Linked DNA regions of Danio rerio: region 2 is linked to region 1. A link is a contact called in public Micro-C data. All regions are on one chromosome and are shown on one strand. The core of a region is the stretch at or near the end of the contact, and the rest is flanking DNA. Distances in the headings are between cores, read along the strand shown.

Evidence for each region. Hi-C and Micro-C count contacts between places; a contact is called where the count stands out from the background.
Region 2: a contact with region 1 is called in a Micro-C map of caudal fin, with 2.5 times the contacts expected there. The contact joins the promoter of lyrm9 here to the promoter of LOC141377978 in region 1. A contact is called at or near these places in 1 of 18 Hi-C or Micro-C datasets (caudal fin) and 3 of 4 datasets of contacts at active chromatin or transcription factors (caudal fin, embryo and pancreas).

Annotation. Positions count from the first base shown.
Region 1 is chr15:32,749,964-32,753,941 of GRCz12tu, reverse strand. It overlaps LOC141377978, which reads left to right and starts at 1,262. Exons shown (of 5, transcript XM_073924213.1): 1 at 1,262-1,323; 2 at 2,371-2,587. The coding sequence starts at 1,262. It overlaps nlk2 (nemo-like kinase, type 2), which reads right to left and starts at 2,277. Exons shown (of 12, transcript NM_001113485.2): 1 at 1,066-2,277; 2 at 728-822. The coding sequence starts at 1,203.
Region 2 is chr15:32,903,155-32,907,007 of GRCz12tu, reverse strand. It overlaps lyrm9 (LYR motif containing 9), which reads right to left and starts at 1,575. Exons shown (of 3, transcript NM_001159983.2): 1 at 1,258-1,575; 2 at 1,091-1,183; 3 at 457-819. The coding sequence starts at 1,383. The coding sequence ends at 802. The region is part of intron 1 of LOC137487766 (a long non-coding RNA gene); the gene reads left to right.

The DNA.
Region 1 (3,978 bases), core at 13-2,512:
TATTGCTACAGCTCTTATAAATGCACTTTGCTTGTTCGACTCTGTAGCAACATTTTAAGTCCTTTAGGAATTAAAGAAATGAATGAATCTAGTGACTTCTTGAACAAGACTCATCGACATGACATCATCTGCCATTTATCATGCAGACTTCAACTACTTTCCACTGAAAGCTTTTGCAACAATTAGTGGCATGGGTGTCATAATTACTCTGTTTTATAGATTACAACTTGTAGAAGCTGTTCACATTCTAGTACAACTCAAAATACAAGAGTTTCTGAGCAACTGCTTGTACCATGTGACCAGTAAATCACCTAACTGTGACATATTGATTAAGATTCTAAGTAAAGACGTTAACAATAAGTCCATACAAAAGACTAATTGCAAGTCAGCCGACATGAACAGCTGGTGTTGTCATCTCAAAATAACAGTAAGGTGTGAACTTATGCCACAGCTAGTCATGTGACAAACATGGCGGCACCCATGAGGGGTGTACCAGCTCTGTGTGACATAATAACAAAACTTTTTTCTATTCTGCGTATGTATTTTTAATAATCATATCTTGCACAACATTATAATAAACTTTTAAAATGCACATATTAATAGATCATAAAAACTTGTTGTTTAGATTTACATAAACATTAGGCTAATGTTCAAGAGCCCTTTTGAAGTCGTCAGAAGAAGCATTATTTAGAGCATTCTCTGTTAACACAGAAGTTGTTCCACTCACCAAACCACGCCGAAAGCTCCGTATCCGATCGGTCTGTCCGGCTCTATATCCAGCTGTTGTTGTAAGTGATGCGAGTGTTGGTGGTGGTGATGGTGCACCTTTACAGCGGCCGCGGCGGCGGCTTGCACCTGTGCTGGGGCTGCAGCGGCCGCCGGCCCCGGAGCTTGTCCAGGAGCGGGCGAGGGGAAGTACGGCTGCTGCTGGCTCGGGTTCAGCATCACCGCCGCCGCCGCCGCAGCAGCAGCGGCCGCGGCCGTAGAAGCGTGCTGCTGTACGGGGTGCACGGCGGCGGCCGAGCCGGGGTGCTGGAGGTGATGCTGGCCAGCGTGGTGATGGTGGTGGAGGTGGGCGGGTGGCGGGAGATGTGGCAGCTGGTGGTGATGGTGCGGGTGATGCGCTGCCACTGCCGCGGTGCCGCCGTTGTACGCAGCCATCATTTTCGCGGCATTGGAAGCCGTGGTTCCGCACAGAGCCATTCACTCACTCAACAGCCCGAAATGAGAGGTGGAAAAACAAAACAAAGAGGCGAACGAGATGGAGTGGGAGGCTGCCAAGATGTCAAACTCTCATTTGGCCGTCATAGAGCCAAACGACGGGTAAAATCAAAGCATAAATGTCCGGCATACATCAAGACGAGAGTGAAAAGGTGTCATACTAACAACTCTTCAGCTTTGATCTGACCTACTTCGGAGAATCTTTACGCGTTGTACGTTTCAGACTAGCAAAATGACAAGCGCGGACATCCAAGAACCCTCAAGCGGAGGGTAAACAAAAGAAAAGTAAAAAAGGAGAGAGGGATTAAATCAAAAGAATGCGCTCCCCCCATAATAAATCAATTCCGCACGGCCTTAAATCTCCCTCATGTCGGAGGCATGAGGAGCACCTTGCTTCGGCTCGAAACTCGGGCTTGCGCGGAAAGAAGGGAAATTAGGCGAACAGTACAAGTTACGGGGGATATGCAACATTCATCTTTTGGATTTCTTCATATTTGCCATTTTGGGCTCTTCCAGCCCTGTTTCCACCGCCAGGGCTGCATGCAGTTTGCAGAAGTTACGCGGATCTCAATCAGGCCACCGCTGCTGCTGACTTGGTACTTGCTCGCCAGCTTACTTGTTTACATGTACATTAAAACGCGCAATTCTCCCGCACGAAAAGACTGCTACACTGGATCGATCCGGGAAGCTTGTTTTGCAGTATGGCGCTCTGTTGCCGCTTTCTGTTGCGCTCGAGCCCTCCTAAGCTGTAGATGGATAGCTGCTCCAGATCCTCTCCAAATGTCAAAATCCTCTCGAAACACCCATCACGCTGATCAACACAGCAATCCGTTTCCCTGGAACAAGGAAAACATTCTTCCGAAGCCCTTCAACTTATTTTCCCCATCGATAGCGATGCGCTCGTTCACCGGCGTGCCGCGTTCCTGCTCTCGAAATCGTGGGCATGTATACATCCAGTGAAGAAGAAATCAAAAGAAAAACATCCAGTGTTCCTTGCAGCCAGAAAACAGGCGGCCAGCGTCCTCACCCCCTCGCCGGATGGTGCTGCCAGGACCTGGGAAGGCACACGCGCAACCCTGCCGTCTTGGGTACCCGTCTATTCCTTGTCCGTTGACAGCTCTCTGCACCAATCACCTCGCGGCTCTGAAGCAGCACAGCCAATCAGCGGACGAGAGGAAGAGACGCAGGTCCAGCCATAATAAACTGGCCCTTGTTGCATGTGGAAGCAAGCGCCATTACGGCTACAGCATACTGTAAAAGACAGTGCGAGTCTACGGAGCCGTTGAGCCGAAATGGAGAGCGAGGGGGCCCACGTACCCAGAGATATTACGCGAGACATGCCATCCAATTAGCACCTGCCGTTGAAGTGAGTCTCTCGTCTGAAAGGAGACACATGATTCGCTGTCCAATCGTTTTTCAAATCGAAGGCAAAATGCAGAACAAGGACGGTCAAACATTATACAATATTTATTAAATATAATACAGTTCGCGAAGTTTATAGTAGTTTTCACTCTACATTAACATACGCTTAATTTGAGTGATGCATAATATTTATAATAAATATGTCGGTATATTTAGTAAAACTACATTTCTAAACTTAATAATTAGTATAGATATTACAGAAACACTTACCACTTGACACTTATCATCTACCACTTTTACTTATATGTTAGTTTTGTTGTTTTTGTTTATTAATTATGATGTCCAAGTTTATAAATAAATAAAAATACAGATCATTACTTTCAGTTTCTGTTTGTTTCAATTGGTACTTATGTGTTATTCATTGTATTACTTGTAATTACTTTATAATTATTTATGAAACTTACTTGCACGTATGATATAAATAAAGCTTTATTTGAGTAATGTGTAGTATTCTAAAAATATATGTCGGTATATTTAGTAACAATACATTTTTAAACTTAATTATTAGTATAAATATTACAGAAACACCACGTGGCACTTATCATCTATCACTTGTAGGTATATGTTCATTTTTGTTTATTTGTTTTAATGTCCAGGTTTATAAATAAATAAAAATAATGATCATTTTACTTTCAGTTTTTGTTTGTTTCAAGTCTTAATTATATGGGTAATTCAGGTCCGTATAGTTCGAAAGATACACCCCTCACTGACAAAGGTCCAAGTTTTGTCCCATATATTAACTGGTCTTATTTTAACTGCTCTATATTATTTAATTAGGGGTTGCCACAACGGAATGAACCACCTATTATTATTATTATTATTATTATTATTATTATTATTATTATTATTATCATGTTTTAATTTTCTATTATTCAAATGGCCAAATTCTGACTGTGGAAGGTTAGATAAGCTGGCTGGTTTGTTATTTGCCAAATAAATGACAATAGGCTGTAGGTTTTCATTTAAAACTTTAACAGAGTGCTGTTTTTTTCTAATGGTATATGATGTGATATATTTGTGTTTTAAAAATAAGTATTTATTCATATTTATTTATTTAAAATATTTAGGAAATAGTTTTGGCACATCAAAAAGTGTTACAAACACCTGACCAGCAAATTCATCTAAAAGTTGTTTAAAATGTCACTAAAATGCAGTATATAAACCTCATAATTAAATAGAAAATGTTTTGAATAACTGCAAAATGGTGCCCATTTTGAGAAAAAAGAACCACCCCTTTCACCAGGCTGCCTACAGGCCTGTTATTCATTGTGTTACTTGTAATTACTTGTAATATATAATATAATAATATAGCTTTGTTTGAGTAATGTATTATTT
Region 2 (3,853 bases), core at 326-2,825, 150 kb before region 1:
ATTGAGCATCATGTCAATGCCCCAGCCCACCTAGGTATTGTTGCTGACAATTCCTTTATGACCACAGTGCACCCATCTTCTGATAGCTAATTCCAGCAGTATAACGTGCAATGGCATAAAGCGCAAATCAACTCAGACCGGTTTCTTAAACATGACAATGAGTTCAATGTAATGTGGGATGTGGTGGAAAGAGTAATTCGCATCCTGAATGTGTAGCTGACAAATCTGCAGCAACTCTGCGTGATGGTATCATGCCAATATGGACCAAAATCTCTGAGGAATATTTCCAGTACCTTGTTGAATCTATGCCATGAAGGATTAAGACAGTTCTGAAGGTAAAAGGGGGTCCAACCCAGGACTAGTAAGGTGTACCTAATAAAGTGGCCGGTGAGTGTACGTTAATGTGCCTTTATCAAAACGTTTAAATGGGAGAGTCAAAATTAGGAAACACAAATGTAATATTAAAACATTTATTAACTCAAAACAATATTAATATTAAATTTAATGAAAATATACAAACTTGAATGTAATGGCAACAAGTATATGATCAAATAGGTGCATCAATAATTGAATGGCTTATATACCAGACAAAGTCAATAAAGGGCATTGTGTATGTGTAAAATATTATGTAATCATCAAGTAAACTTTATGGCATTGTTACACTTGTAAAAGTTGATATGGATATTTGGTGATGTACTGTTTAACCTCTGTTTATGATTTGACTTTCTCGTCACGGTGTTTAGCAGCACACTTGTGTGCAAGTCCTCAGTTTGCTTCATGATGAACACTTCACAAAGGTGGTCACTTCTTTTTTGTGTACTAAAAAGATAAAAAAAAAAAACTGGTAAGTATAGGTACACAATGGTAATTCAGAGTACATAAACTAGAATAAAAGAAACAGAATATATAAATACAAGTAATAAAAGCAACAAAGAATAAAAATTATTAAAAACAACCAAAAAAAGTAATCCAAAAGTTACATTTCTTTTAAGTTCTATTAAAGTATTTTTAAAAAGTAAATTTTAAAATTAAAAAGTAATCTAAAGAGTATATATATTAGTTTTTTTTTTCTCGAACAAAATAAGCTTACTTTATTTAATATCCAGTCTGCATCAGATATAGCTCTTTGAATGATCATCTGAATCCTCTGTGGGTCATCCTCATCCACATGGCTGTTATAGCTCTGGAAGAAAACACGTTTACACCTGACAAAAGTCTGATTTATTTTTAAAATCATTCTCTCGTGTATGAAGGCACCTGTCTGATGGCGTGTTGGTAGTGTTTCTGCATGGCTTCTGATGGCAGAAGTCTGCAGCAGCGCAGCAGGTACCGGTAGAGCTGAAGCGGCGTGCGGACAAACTTAGCGCCCGCTACAGGAGACATGGCGGTCTATGGACACTTTCACTCAGAGTTAAGTGCAAAGTCCAAACACTAAACTAATAATAAGCATACTTAGAGTCGCAAATTCTAAGTAAGAAGTGTTACACTCTGTCGCATGCACATATTTTGAGATGTAAAGGTGATGTATAACAGAGGAATTACTTCCTGTCTCATTAAAAGTTGTTGCTTCATAATAAAAGTCATCGCTCTTATGTACATAAAACCGCCGAAAATGTAAAAAACTCAAATGTACAAACCTAAAAAGAAAAAAACATCTACAATTTGTCTAACCCACAAGCATACAGGCCTTCAAAAAAACAAAAAAAACAAAACAAAAAAAAAAACATGCACAATCTATGCAATTTGTACTGTGGCTATGTGGATTCTGTGTTATCATTTCACTTTACTCATTCCTGGCCTCTTCTACCTAGAGATGTAGAGGCTGAACAAAGTTTCTGCCACCTTTCCCTGTCTGTGGCCACTGTTTGGTGAAGTTTGGGTCTACTTCGCTCTTTTGGAATACTTGGTTAAGTGAGTCTATTTCATTTGAGGCCTATTGGGCGTTTTCCTTGGGTTCTTGTCTCTAGCATCTGCTTTGGAACCCTGTGGTTTTTCATCCTGACAACATGATGTATATATAAATATATATATATAAATATATATATATAAATATAAATAAATATATATATATATATATATATATATATATATATATATATATATATATATATATATATATATATATATATATATATATATATATATACATACAGGATAACAAAGAAAAAAACAAGACACAGTTGAACATAATCAGTTCACCACTTAGTAACCATAGAATCAAATCAAAAAGAGGAAATACAAAATAATGCTTGGTTTACATGATAATACAAAATAAAAAAGTATTTTGGGCTAGCACGTATTGTTTTGGTTGTCAAATAGGCCTACTTGTGCATGTCTATAGACTGAACACATAGTTTACACTAGTGTTTCCCAACCATGTTCCTGGAGAACCAACAGCTCTCCACATTTTTCATGTCTCCTTAACCAAAGACACCTGATTCAGATCATCAGTTTATTAGCAGAGACTGAAAAACCTGGGTGTGACAGACAGAGGAGACATCTGAACCATGGTGGTCCTCCAGGAACGTGGTTGAGAAACACTGGTTTCCACCAAGATAATAAGAGTACAATTTTATCATAAATTACACTAAAATCTTTTAAAGTGATCATCCAAAATATTGGATACCTAAAAGTTTTTAAAAACTAAATAAAAGTATTTTTATTTTTAGATAGAAACATTGTCATGTTCAAAAACCCATTGAGGAAAAGAACAGCAACATGTTGTAACAGGCCTATAGCCAGGGTGGTTTGAGTGGTTCGAAAGACCCACCTCTCACTGACAAAGGTCCAGAGTTTTCCCATACATGAGCTCATTTGTCCTATTTTGACTGCTATGCCATCATAGTGAAAATAAACCATCGAAAAAGGTTTTAAAGACCAAGTGGAATCTTCTGTTGGGTGTCACTTAGGTCTGACTTCAGCCAATCAGTTTTGGCCAGTGAACACAATTATTTTTCATGAATCCAACATCCAGCTGTGTAAGAAAACATACAATCTGAGGAAGTGAAGTCGTCTTTCGCTACTCTATTGTTTTTAAATAGAGTAAATATTTTACAAGTTACTTTTATTCTAAGTCTTGCAAACAACAAATTGACCAACGAAAAGGGTGTGAATCACAAAAAACGACTGATATTAAAATTAATTTGAAAACTAGTTTGGCTGTTGTTAACCATGAATTTCCCAATGTACTTTTTGGTTATGATGACTATCCAACAATCTATTTAAGCTAAAATAGTGCTTAAAATGTCATGAAAATGCTGTTTTTAAATCGCATAATTTAATAGTTGACCAATGAAGGCCTATAACTGCAAAAAGGTCCACTTTTTGAGAAAAATAGAACCACTAGGCTGGCTACCGGCTTGTGTCATGATGATATATTTCCACATGTAATAGAAAAAACATCTTACATAATTAATTTAAACACATGACAGAACTTACATTACTTTTTTTATAATGTAATCTTGGAAATTCACTGTCAACCATCACACTTTACTTGCTTTTGGTTTCAGTCTTACTATAACTCATGACCTGCCAACATCAAGTATTTTTCACCACCGAAAATGACTTTTTGTTATAGTTATCTTGTGTTTGTCCCTTATATTTGAACTTTGAATCAAATAAAAGGTGCTGAGAAGCAGTTGTCCTGTTGTCTGCACGTTGAGTCACTACAGCGCCCAGATGGCAGCCCACAATCCCCTCATTTCACCTGGAGACGCCAGTGAAAGCACTCTTTGTTTAAGAAGGAAAAGCCCCAGCAGCATCAAAGTCATTCTTATGGGGTGTGTGTGTTTGTGAACAAATGGAGAATTCCCCATGCTTCAGTGATAACATTTTGTTGAGCTTTCAAGATATT